Linked DNA regions of Zea mays: region 1 is linked to region 2. The links are chromatin contacts, called in public Hi-C maps. All regions are on one chromosome and are shown on one strand. Each heading gives the region's core, a stretch centred on a gene start, on an enhancer-like site or on the middle of the called end of the contact. The rest is flanking DNA. Distances are from core to core; before and after follow the strand shown.

What was found. A called contact is a pair of places that touch in the nucleus more often than the background predicts.
Region 1: a contact with region 2 is called in a Hi-C map of ear, with 4 times the contacts expected there. The contact joins the promoter of LOC100192747 here to the promoter of LOC103644246 in region 2. A contact is called at or near these places in 11 of 25 Hi-C or Micro-C datasets (bundle sheath, ear, endosperm and 5 more) and 2 of 3 datasets of contacts at active chromatin or transcription factors (leaf and seedling).

What each region holds. Positions count from the first base shown.
Region 1 is chr1:299,898,808-299,905,537 of Zm-B73-REFERENCE-NAM-5.0, reverse strand. LOC100192747 (ALFIN-like transcription factor) reads left to right here and starts at 3,980. Exons shown (of 5, transcript NM_001137946.1): 1 at 3,980-4,217; 2 at 4,316-4,348; 3 at 4,453-4,675. The coding sequence starts at 4,112. It overlaps LOC103644248 (40S ribosomal protein S23), which reads left to right and starts at 690. Exons shown (of 4, transcript XM_008667451.4): 1 at 690-1,131; 2 at 2,732-2,887; 3 at 2,973-3,099; 4 at 3,190-3,515. The coding sequence starts at 1,127. The coding sequence ends at 3,330.
Region 2 is chr1:299,725,794-299,732,152 of Zm-B73-REFERENCE-NAM-5.0, reverse strand. LOC103644246 reads left to right here and starts at 3,472. Exons shown (of 27, transcript XM_020547018.2): 1 at 3,472-3,757; 2 at 4,750-4,943; 3 at 5,049-6,359. The coding sequence starts at 4,796.

The DNA.
Region 1 (6,730 bases), core at 2,731-5,230, 170 kb before region 2:
GGTGTGGTGTAGCTGTCCGTGCGCCGGCCCAGCGCCAGCGGGAAACGTTCGCTCGTCCCGTTTCTGGAAAGGCACGTACCGGCGCGGCGCCGGCGGGCGGGAGCAGTGGCCGGAAAAGGCACGGGCACGCGGGGCGAATCCGCGTTTCCACCCCAAATCCATCGGCACCGCACGCTCGTGAGCCGTGCGGGGGGAGGAGGCGGAGGCCTGGCCAGTGTGTGTGTGTAGTAGGGGGCGGGCGGGCGGGCGGGGAGGACGGCGACAGCGCCACCCGTGGCTTTGCGCCGGCCGGCACAGTGCTTTTGACTTGAATGGTCAGTGAAAGCCTGCCCTGCCTGCCTTCTTTTCGTCTGGAGCGGCTACAGAGAGCGTACTTGATGCGTGCTGTGTCGTGCCCCGTGCGTGGTGGGACTGCGGAAGGAAAGAAACGTGGATGTGAGCGTATTAACTGCGGGACCGCGACGGATTGCGTGCGTCGTACGGCTCCGGGGGGTTCCTCTCGCCGTGTTCTCGTCTGACTTGACATTAGGGGATAGTATAGTACTGCTAATCGCATGTCAGTACGTAACCAGAGGAAGTCTTGCTTGTCTGGCGTCGTCCCGTCTCATCCTCATCCAGCGATCGCATCTCTTACGGGTTGATTTGTTCATTCATTATGATTGCGCACCGACACTGATGCGATGGTTATTGAATCTAAACACACTTTTTTCAAACAAAAAAATATACGAGTTTGAGATCAGCAGCTGTGTGCGTTTCTTTTTCCCGCAGCAGAAGTGGGGAAGGATCATGGTCATGGAATTCGCTAGGGCCCGGCCTCACTTACAACTAGTTGTACACGGCTGAGCGACAACGACCCCAACTAGTATTTCGTGTGGGCCGTGTACTGAGAACAGCACGAAACTAGGCCTCACTCAGCTGACCCAAAGGCCTTGGCCCATTTACTCCAAACAATAGCCCTAGGCCCTATTTCAGAGCAGAAGCCAGAAGGGATACAAAACGCTTCCCCGACGCCTGACTCCAAACCCTTTCGCCTCCGCCGCCGCCTGATAGCTCCAGCGCCCTCGCCGTCGGCTGCCCGGCTGCCGTCCTCCCGCTACGAGCTAGGCATCTCCTTCGCCGATCCAGCATGGGGTAACTCGTGATTCTGTGCTCTCGATCTCATAAGTTATACGCTGTTCCGTGAAAATTTTGCTGTTGTTTTTCCCAGATCTATCTATTATTATTAGATAATAAGTTAGTAACAGTGTCTCAACATGTTATCTTGTGAGGCGTCATCTTATATCTTGTTATTCGTTGGGTCTGGAATTTTTGCTGTCTTCCTACAAGGCTACAAGAAAATCAGACAAGTGAAACCTGCGTGGCAATGTTAAGTCTCTCATTTACGTAGGTTGGCTAGTATATTTCTGATGGTTGCGGTAGAGGTTTCATGTGCTACTTGGTAGTGTGCACAGCAAGCATGAGTTGTACCTGGAGCTGGCATAGTTTCATCACATTTATAATATCAATAATATACTGAATTGGCTCAAATTGGGCACCAATTAATTAGCCTAAAATGGTGGGCTCAATGGTATGCCGATAATACCTGTTTTTAATGTAGTGGTCTTTCCTCGGCTGCTGACATAACTGTCTATTGATGTTGTGTATTATGGTAATGGTTGGTATGGAATGCTGAGCGATTGATCATTGATATCTACACCTACTAACTCTGAACGATTGATATCTACTGCTACTAGCTTATGTACTCTTCTGAAAACTATAGCTAGTGAAGTTATTGTGAACTCTGCTGCTGCTATCTATTATATATGAACTCTCGCTCCTCGGATGTGTATGACCTTTGTAGTGGACATCAGAGAGCAGTGTAATGTTCTCTTGGAGTTCCTTTTGGTTCTCTTATGTTTATGGTGCAGGCTGCTTAGAGCAAGTGTTGTAATCAGATCCCTTCTCCCAGGCACCACCAAATTTATGCTGTACAATGTCTTATAAAATCACGCTGAATATTTTTTACAATTAATGATCTAGATTTATGGATGTGCCCCTCGTTTATGGTGACATTAGTACTCATGTGAGCTCATTGAGATATAATTACATGTTGAATTGTTGACCCCTGTACATATCACATGTTCACATCTACTATTACTGTCAGTTATGAACAAGGACAGCAACTCCTTTTATTTTCCATATTAACTTTCTTTGAAATGGTCATGAAAATATAGATGTTTTCATATTGTTCCTTGGCTGCGATTTTATCCCTTTTAAATATAACCGGCTTATATGGTTGCTAAATACGAAATAAGTCTCTACTCTTTAGGTTATGCTTCTATTGAAGTAGAGCTTCTGCTTTCCAACTTAACAGTATTCTCATGGATATACATTAAATTCAAACAGGAAGTTCATTCCAAAGTAGGGGTCAGCAATCAGTAGAGTTCAGTTTCATAAGCCATGCAGATTAATAGTACTCTGCTATGTAAACTTTGCTTTGAGGCCTGGTAATCCTTTGTACCTGGAGCTTTATACGTCGGGGAAACCGAATCTACAAAGACTTGACTTTGGTTGCCATGTCATGCTAGTTGCTAGCTGAATGAGTTAGAATCTAGCCTTTTATGGTTTATGAACAAGCAACCTAGGCACTTGGCTGCATATGTTTCTTGATCTTTAAATTGAAAATGGTTGATGTGCTACACCTGGTGTTAGCATGTACTTTTGGATGCTAACGTTTGTGATTCTGCTGCAGTAAGACACGTGGTATGGGAGCTGGGCGCAAGCTCAAGACCCACAGGAGGAACCAGAGGTGGGCTGACAAAGCCTACAAGAAGAGCCATCTTGGCAACGAGTGGAAGAAACCCTTTGCTGGATCATCTCACGCAAAGGGGATCGTCCTCGAAAAGATGTGAGTTCCTGAAACAGCAGATTTCATTTTCTTCTGAAGAATAGGCAAATTCACCAATGCTTGACATGCACTACTTCATTTGCAGCGGCATCGAGGCCAAGCAGCCTAACTCTGCTATTCGTAAGTGTGCTCGTGTTCAGCTGGTGAAGAACGGTAAGAAGATTGCCGCCTTTGTGCCGAACGACGGCTGCTTGAACTACATCGAGGAAAACGTAAGTTTCATCAACTCTTCACGGGTAACTGATGATGTTGTTCGACCATGCTCTGTTTGTTGATGTTTGCCACCCTCCCTTCCTCTGCAGGATGAGGTGCTGATCGCGGGGTTCGGTCGTAAGGGCCACGCTGTGGGAGATATTCCCGGTGTCCGTTTCAAGGTTGTGAAGGTCTCGGGCGTTTCCCTGCTCGCCCTCTTCAAGGAGAAGAAGGAGAAGCCGAGATCTTAAAAACCCTATCCCCCTCGCCACAAATGAATCATGTAATGCTTTTGGAGTTCTGGGACCTCATGTTGAGAACCTAGCGATTGTTTTGCCATAGTTTTGTTTAGAAGATTCTGAATTGAATTCTATATCCGTAACCGCTTGCCAGTGCGTGATCTGTGTTAATATTATCTTTCCGTGGTATCTTGGTAGACCTGAATCTCTGAACCGCTGATGTCCGGGTCGACGGCTCCAAAGTAGCCCAGATCCCTGCGCTGTTGCGATTATGCTCAGTAGCACTAGCAGTATCCATCAGCGAAAACTTGCGAAGCAGTGGAAATCTGGAAACCAGGACCCGATCCGGCGATCCCGAACGTGAGGCTCGGTGCCAAGTCAGCAGCCTATTCGGGTCCGTGCCCCCTGTACCTATAGGCCGCACCTCCTACACGCACTCCACAGATCTCGCCTCCATGCGGGGCCACCACTAAATCTCACGCTCGTGGCCCGTCGTGTCAGTGTCAGGGCCCCACGAGGCGGCATCGCGTCGCGGGCCGCCAGGCGTGACCGAAACAAACGAACCCTTTTGCCTCGGCCGGGTGCCTTGCCCGGCCCATGCCGTGCCCGGTTGTGTAAATAGAAGATAGGCGACGAACACGAAGCAAGCAAGGCAGCCGAATCCCAACTCCTGTGTGTGCCTGCCAACGCCTCGTCGCCCGCCGCCGCCGCTGCTTCGCCCCTCTCCGCCAGCCGCTCCCGCTCGGAGCACGCCGCCGCCGGCGTGGGCGCGCACCGACGGCCGTCGTGTCGCATGGATATGGCCCCCGCGGCCGTCTCCTCCAACCCGCGCTCGGTCGAGGAAATCTTCAAAGACTTCTCCGGCCGGCGCGCGGGGCTCGTCCGCGCCCTCACCTCCGGTAACGATGGCTCCCCCCGCCTACCTCGCCGCGCCGCAGCGCTCTGAGACCCGCGCAGATCTAACGAACGCTTACCTCCCGTGTCGTTGCCGGTGCAGATGTGGACGATTTCTGCAGCTTCTGCGACCCAGGTGAGTGAGATCAATCCGCGGCCAGCTCTCGCGCGGTGCGTGCGTCGGGTGGTGGATCCGGGCGGGGAATGAGCGGATCGGCGTTTCCTTTGTCCTGCGTGCAGATAAGGAGAACTTGTGTCTCTACGGCCTTCCCAACGGTAGCTGGGAGGTCTCGCCGCCGGCGGACGAGGTTCCTCCGGAGTTGCCCGAGCCGGCGCTCGGCATCAACTTTGCGCGCGATGGCATGCAGCGCCGCGACTGGCTCTCACTCGTCGCGGTCCACTCTGACTCGTGGCTCATCTCAGTCGCCTTCTTCTACGGCGCCCGCCTCAACGCCAACGACCGGTACCAATTCTGTCCTGTAGCACACGCTGGATGCTATTCGCTTTTTCAATCAGTTGCCTGGTGTTCACTGAGAGCGTAGAGTGCTTGTTCTTAGATTCATTCCTCGAACATTTGGTTTTGTTAACTTCATTGTTTGCCTTTTATTTTGGTGAATTAGTTGTTTGATTGTTAGGTGACTGGGATACTCTGAGGTTGTTCGTGTTTATGGCCTACAATATATATTTTTTTCACTTGGCGCATGTGTTTGCATGTGCACATGTTTATTGTGCTCCTCTTTTTGTTTCATTTGAGTGAATTGGGGGTCATGCTTTGGGAATGAGTTCGCTTTATCTCCCTTTGCACGCTGTTCTCTTTTCTTTTTGTTTCTGTTTATGCTGCATGAGTGCATGGTGCAGTGCAGTGTTCTTAAGGCGCCTAGGCGAGCAAGTGGATCAGACAGGCGCCTTAGCGCCTAGGCGGGAATGGCGAGTAAGGCGACCAGTTTTGCCCGGGCGCCTGGACGCCTAGGCGACGCCATAAGAACACTGGTGCAGTGAGAATCATCAGTCTTTATATTTCATAATGGTGCATTTCATAGAGTTCCGTTCTCTATTTCCTAGATACCCATGCAGGGGACTTCGCGGTGGAATGAATCAACTCGAAAAATCCCTAAACTAAAAAAAGACCTAAAGTTAAGGATTTATCAATGGGTAATGTTGCTCCAATACCTAACCAAAGAGCTACTGCAGTACCGATTAAAAAAACGGTCGTAGCTACTGGGCGACGAAATGGATTTTGGAATTTATTGACATTCTCTAGAAAGGGTACTGTCAATAAGCCCGTTGGCACAGAAACCATTAAGAGAACGCCCAATAACTTATTGGGTACTGTATGGAGTATTTGAAATCCGGGAAAAGTACCACTCGGATAATATTTCCAAAGGAGTCGCAAACGGATCCGCCGGTTCACCAATCATTGACGGCTCTAGAACCGCTAAACCTACATTACACGCAATAGTACCTAGAATTACTACTGGAAAAATGAGTAGTACTGCGGAGATCATGGATCCATCTGTTTATTATGGGAGTGCCAAACAATTGGTTCCTTTTCCACTTTATTATTACCGAAAATCATGTGGAGCAGTTGAGGATCTATCTTGCTCTAGAACTGCATGTTCCATTGCTTATAAGAATTCTGAAGTCAATCGTATTTTTGCTTTGTGGGGAACAATGCCACGGTTTAGAAGAGAGGTTAAAGAGACATCCCTCAGCACCTGTATTTATTGCTGGGCCATTTACAACTGCATCCGATCATCTTAGTGAATCCTTCAATCTTTGATTGCAACTCTAAACTCTTGCTGGGTGTACTAAAATGTTACAGCTTGTTTGCTAGTGCAAATGTTTTATGCTTGCCTAGAAATGATTTTAGCTAATTGGCAAGGTGGGGAATCATATGCATAATTTAGTTACGATGTGTTCATTTTTATAGTGAGGGTTGCCCAAACAATTGTGTGCCAATATACTAATCTGCAGATATTTTGAGCATTTTAAATACATAGCGGTATTATAAGTGAGATGTCTAGAGTCATGGCAAACAAGGGCAGTATATTAGTGGCATCTATTTATGCTTTTTTCTGAATTTTTTATTTTTTTTCTTGCTACACTAGTATTTAAATTCCTTTGCTTTTCTTGATTATGTAATGGTTTTTTAGTGTTTAAGTAAAACCTTTGTTTTTTCATCTAATTATATCATTTCTGCATCTCATATTAATATTTTGCTGACCGTTATGTAGTATTTAATCCTAAGTGCCTACTTTGTGGAGGTTGAGGTTTATGTATTTCAACAGCCTTCGCTGAATCTCTATTGATTAGATTGCTGATTTGCACTTGTTGTTCTTTCTATCACAAGTTTTAGTTGATGAGAATGACAGCGAGAATATTATGCATAATTACTCCTCTGCATTCCTTTTCTATATACTGCTTTATGCAGTTCAACCTAGATAATTTTCAGTTCCAAGAGATTTTTCAAAACTTCGAATTTGGCTTTTGTTCTTGAGACCTTATTTGTTCATCTCTG
Region 2 (6,359 bases), core at 2,223-4,722:
CTTCACATTGAGGATGTATAGCCGATTTGGACTCCTGTGTACCTTGGCAAGAAGGCGACGAGAGGGATCCCAGATCCTCATGACTCCGTGCTCGACCTCCACGCGCGAACCGTTCTCATCCAGCTGTCCCAAGCTGATGATAGAGTTCCTCAACGCAGGGATGTAGTAGACTCCGGTGAGCAGCCTGTGCTCACCAGACGCGGCGGTGAAGACGACTGAGCCGACACCCTTGATCTCTACGCCGGAGGCATTCCCAAACTTGACGGAGCCTCGGACGCTAGAGTCAAGCTCGGTGAAGAACTCCCGTCGACCGGTCATGTGATGAGTGGCGCCGGTGTCGAGGCACCATCCTTCGATCATGTCCTTGTTGGAGCCGTCGCCGAGGAAAGCGCGTGCTTTCGACTCATCAAGGTGGAGGAGTGCCGCTGCGGCCGGTGCCGCTGGAGATGGCTCGATGCTTGCATGTGCCAGGAGCAGGGCCTCCTCCTTTGCCTCCGCCTGTGCGACGTTGGCCTGGCCACGTCGTGGCTGCCGACAATCCCTGGCCCAGTGGCCAAGCTTGCCGCAGTTGTGGCAGCCGTCGTCTCGTGCCGGCTTCTTGTTGCCGACGGCGCCACCTTGGGCACCTCCACGTGCACCACCCTCAGCATGTCCTCGCGCCCCGGCCTGGGCGCCTCCACGCGCCTTGCGCGGCTTGCCGCGTTTGCGGCCTCGTGTCGAGGAGGACTCCCCCTTCTTCTTGTCACCCTGGTAGGCCTCCCACTGCTCCCGAGTGAGATGTAGCTTCCCGCCGATAGTGATAGGCCCAGAGAGAGCCTGTGGTTCGTCGCCGTCGACCACCTTGAGGCGACCAATCTCCTCTTCGATCGTCATCGTGGAGAGGTCTAGCAGAGACTCGATCGAGCGAGCAATCTGCCTGTACTTCTCGGGGATGCAACGAAAGAGCTTCTCAACAGCTCTCTCCTCATCGTAGGTGTCGTCGCCGAACTGCACCATCTTCAACAGAGTGTTGAGGCAGAGAGCAAAGTCATCAACATCCTCACCTGGCTTGAAGGCCAGGTTCTCCCACTCCTTGCGAAGTGCCTGCAGTGTGGTCTTGCAGGCACGATCGCTGCCGATGCAGGTCGCAGCGATGGCGTCCCAGGCCTCCTTGGCAGTCCGCTTCTGGGAAAGCGAAAACTGCATCTCGGGCGGGACTGCAGCAATGAGGGCATCCAACGCCCGCCGATCCTCATGGTAGTCGATGTCGTCGTAACGAACTGCTTCCCACATGTGGCGAACCTGGAGCCGTACCCTCATCACTGCGGCCCACTCGACGTAGTTGGTCTTGGTGAGGGTAGGCCACCCACCGCCGGGACCGATGTCCCTAACAATGGCCTGGGCCATGCGGTGACCATGGTACCGATCCGGGGAGGGAGAACCGCGCCGCCTGTAGAGGCCGCGATCTCCGTCGACTCGGTCGCCGCCGTCGGGAGCACCGCCGGCGCGTCTACGTCCGTCTGGGCTGCCGCCGCGTGCGCCCCCGCCTGGAGCGCCGTCGGCGCGTCGGCGCCTATCCGGGCTGCCGCCACGCGCGCCCCCATGGGGATGCGCGGCTGCCCACTGTGCCGCCTGCTCTCGCGCTGCTTCTCTTGCCAGCCTGAGCTCTTCGTCAGTGTTGTCGTCGACAGAAGCAGAGCTGCCAGCTCTACTGCCGCGCAGAACCTCGAGCTCTGTTGCCGCCGCACGTGCAGCATCCGCCGCCTCCGCTGCTTCTACTTCCGCTCTCGCCGCTGCCAGTTCCGCCGCCGCCAACCGTGCTGCCCTCGCCGCTGTCGCTGCAGCCGCTGCTGCTGCTCGCTCGCGTTCTTGTGCCGCGGCGACCTCGGCCTCCTGCTGGCGCCGCGCACTCGAAGTGGCCGAGCGTAGGGACATGGTGGGCTAGTGAGGGGTCGCTGCGTGTGGAAGAGGCTGTCTCAGATGAAAGGCTGCTCGTCTGAGCATGGGAGGAAGGAACAGTTGGAGCTCTTGCTGCCGACTGAGTGTGGGGAGAGGCGCGGGAAGGAGATGAGCACGAGATGTTTAGGCTGTAGGATAGTTTGACTCCGATACCAATTGTAAGTAGAGGGACTCAACTCTCATCAAGAGGATGACACTATGAGTTGGAGCAATTTTTCTGTTTATTTCCTCAAACACTACACAATGCCATGCCCTTAGAGGGGTTGGGGACACATATTTATAGCCCTAGGGGCTGCACTACCACACCTTCTCACACACACTACACAACAGGATTGTCCTTTAGATGCTAAAGAGACTACAGAGGACAGTCAAAAGTGACTGTTGCCCTCTAGATGCTAAAGTGACTACAGAGGACAGTCAAAAAGCGACTGATGTCCTCTAAATACTAAAGAGACTATAGAGGACAGTTAAACTGTCCTCTAGATGCTAAAGGACTATAGAGAACAGTTAAAAACAGGTTGTCCTTTAGATGCTAGAGGACTTAGGGTGTGTTTGGTTTGACTTTTGGCTTTTGGCTTTTGCCCCCTAAAAGCCAAAAGCCAACCAAAGGGCTGGATCCAGGAAGCAGCTTTTTCTAAAAGCTGACTTTCTCACAGTGCAAATCTGAAAGCACCCCTGTACCTGCTTTTAGTGGCTTTTCGGATGAAACTATGAAAACATATATCGAAGAACTTTTAACGATTTTTAGTGGTTTCTACCAAACGATTTTTAGCTTTTTAATGACTCACAGCCTACAGCAGCTTTTTCCACAACTCACAGCCCACAGCAACTTTTTTCACAGCCACAGCCCAACCAAACAGACCCTTATTCCATCAACGTGAGCCTCGACCTCGTGCTGTGCTGTGCCTGGCCACATGCACCATGGAGAGCGTGACGGTCTGACGGAGACCTGGCCGATGTTGGCTCCGTTGACCGTTGTGATGGGGTACACGCTCGTCCACGAACACCTCCCCTGCGATGCCCAAGGCTGTTCTTCTCTAATTGATTTTTCGTCTTATTAAATAGCGAGAAGACATTTTAGCGTACACATCTTGGTTGATAATGGTATATATATAGACGAAGCCCTTAAAATAATGGTAAACCTACTTGCCATAACGAGACAAAATTCCAAATTTCTCCCGTTCCTCATGTCCATCGGCCAGAACTGGGCCTGTTTGGTTCAGCTTTTTTCTGACCAGCTTTTCTGAAAATCTAGCTGTAGAGAGAATCTGGCTGTGAGGAGAATCTGAGTATCATTACGATTACGTGTGGAGGAAGATAAAATTGTCCATGGGGCTTAGAATCTATAAAGTGGCGGATTACTACTATTGCGACGACTCAACCGATTATATGTTTATGTTGATTTTGAATGGTTTTTACCTAAACGAATTTTATAAAAGCTGGCTGAAAAGCTAAGTGTTTGACAATCCGCAGCAGCTTTTGGTGGCCAGAAGCTATAAAAAGCCGAAACAAACAGGTGCCTTGGCTGCCAACATGTCATCTGCTCTATTTCCATTTTGGTTGGGCCTAAAGGACGTGGCCGTTCCATCAAAGTTCAGATATGCAGCCCAAGGTAAAATTCCAGTTCCTCTTCCTCACGTGATGGCACGTGCCCACCCTGGCATGAGGCCCCATGCCGAAGCCACCAGCGAAATGAACGGAAGAAGAGAGCGGAGGGAACAACTGCCGCACGGCACGGAGACAGACGCGGACAGACCGAGCGATTGGTCGGCGACCACCTCACCTCCGCCGCCATCCACTCCTCGGCTCGGGCTCCACGGTGAGCACTCGCCGCCCTCTCCCCTCGTCCCCCGTGGCGCATCGCGATCCCACGGGCTGCTGCGTGCCAGCTCGTTGCAGCGCGGGACTTAAATTCGTTTGGGGTTTTGGTCGGTGCTGGATCCGAGTCCTGAAGCTTTGCGATTTGCGGCTGGGATTGGGCTCATTTGATGGCCACGCCCGTTTCTTCGCTTATCGTGAGCGCGCAGGGGGTTAGTTCGAGACGGGATTAGGCTTATCTCGAGTAGCATGCATGTGTTCGCCGCGCGCTTGCTCCTTTTTAACCCCAATTTTTCGCTGAACTGGGTTTCAAACGAGGACTTCATCTGGCTAAGTGGCTAAGTGGGTCTTAATTAGGGAAGGAAACCGTTATTGATGGCAGACCGTTTCATCTGTCCATGCTTACCTGTTAGTTCGATTAAGTAATCTCTAGGTTCACGAAGTAGCTTTGGCTGGGGATCATACATAGAACATATACTTTTGTAGCTGTATACTACCCTGTGTGGCTGTGTGCCAATGTTTTGGTAGTCGTCCTCCTCTCAGCTTGCTCATTAGACTAAACAAAGTTCACATCCCATTAGGTTTTCGCTTTAAATAGGTATGAGTTGGAACACTGTTCTTTTACTGAGTACTAAATTCTAATGTTGGATTATTGGTATTTTTTACTGCTCGTATTGGCTATGTTTGTTGTCCTCAAGCTAATCATGTATTGTCATATTTTAGCATTATTATTAGCAGTCATCATTTTGTGTTTTCTGTTTAGATGTCCACTTAATTCATAATTTGTCATTTTCCAAGATTTGTTTTAAAAAAATAAGACAACGGGTAAGCTTGACTTATTGAGCTTCTCTGTCTCAATCATTTTGAAGCATTCGTTTGGACTTTGGTCTCTATGTAAATAGTGCTCTACAGCCTACATTCCTTTTCTATATGACATGTCCATGTTCTGTTCAGCCGTTGTCTAATTCCTTCTATTTTCTGTTTTTTTTCAAGCAATGTTACTCGTTACCATCATTAGCTGTTGATGGGCATATGAACGATGTCCACATCTCGTCAGATAGATGATGGGCCTGCTGTACTACAGTTATGCAGATGGACATTGCTACAACCCCATCTCAAACTATCAAAATTTCGAGAGGCTTTTATATCTCCAACAAGGCGTCTTTTTGGACTGCTCTCAGACCATGGTGAGGCTTTATCGCTATCCACTGTTCTTGATCACGTTGGTGCCTTTGTTTGTTGTTCTACTGGTAATGTTGTTCTTATTTTCTAACCATGGTTTTACAACCCAGGGGATCTTGTCCTGGCAACTGCTGAGATCAACTCATCACAAGTTGAATCTCATAGAGCTCTATCGGATACCTGTACTCAGGCAGTCTTCAAAACGTTTTCTACTATTCCCCGAGTGAAGTCTTTAGCATGGGGATACTGTTCTGATGCTTTTGATGACTCAAGTTTTAATGAAATTCTAGTGGTATCAAGTGATGCTTCTATCACAGTCCATGCATTCTGCCATTCTCGCAAAAGCACACTAACAGTTAATTCAATGTCTGATGCTAAAGAGTTGCATGGGGAGTGGAAAGAGTGGCGCCCTACTGAATGTTCAGTGTTGGAGGATGGTGAGTCAGGTCCAGAAAATTGGTTTTGTTCTTTCCTAACTACAGTCACTGCGTCTGTTTCTAATGGAAAATACCAAGCCAGATTGCCCATGAAATCTTTATTGCCTAATTCAGCAGAAGTTGTATCCTTTAGCATATATGACATTACTCTCTCTTTCTTGAAATATTGGTATAGCAAATGTTCTCTGAAGACTATGGCGGAAACTGACAGTGAATCACCACGACGTTTTCTTAGAGCATCGTGCAGTTGTCAGTGGGAGTGTCTAAAAGTTTTGTCTAGCTCGTCATGTTATTTGATCGGCTTAGTTCTGACTCCTAATGAATCAGTACGTTGTGAGGCCCATCCATCCAATGCGGAGTGTATTTTGGTTACTGTTCTGGAGCTAAACCACTGGGGCATACAGTGGAACTTTGTGGCAGACCTTCAGGATGTATCTGATGGTATTACGCCAAGTCCAAAATGGGTTGATTTTCAGTTATCAGATGTGTTTCTTGCCTGCCTTAATACAGCAGGTTTTGTTGCCATTTGGAACGTGAAAACTGGTGGTCTTGTGACGTCATTCAGTGTTCTTCAACAATGCAGAACTGATCTGGAGATGCCTCTGAGGAGCTCTATGTCCATTGTGACAAATTTGGACGAGGGAAATATCCATGTTGAGAACTTTGTTGGCAGAATGTTTAAGCGGTTAGTTTTGGCATCATATTCTTATCTTCTTGCTGTTGTAGATGAGGTTGGAGTAGTGTATGTGTTCTATGCGGATGACATCTTAAACTTCAAAGCTAATGTGCACGAAAACTTTGATCTGCCTGTTATGAATCAGTTTGCTGATTGTTTTTCTATCTGGGAAGCTGCTGGTCATGAGATAGGAAGTCTATCATTTTGTGCTAATCAGTCCATACAACAAGGGTCACTTAGTCTAACCAAATTGGTTCCTGAGTTCTCAGGGAAAAGCGATGATATTGTCAGGCCTAGAGAAAGAAGAA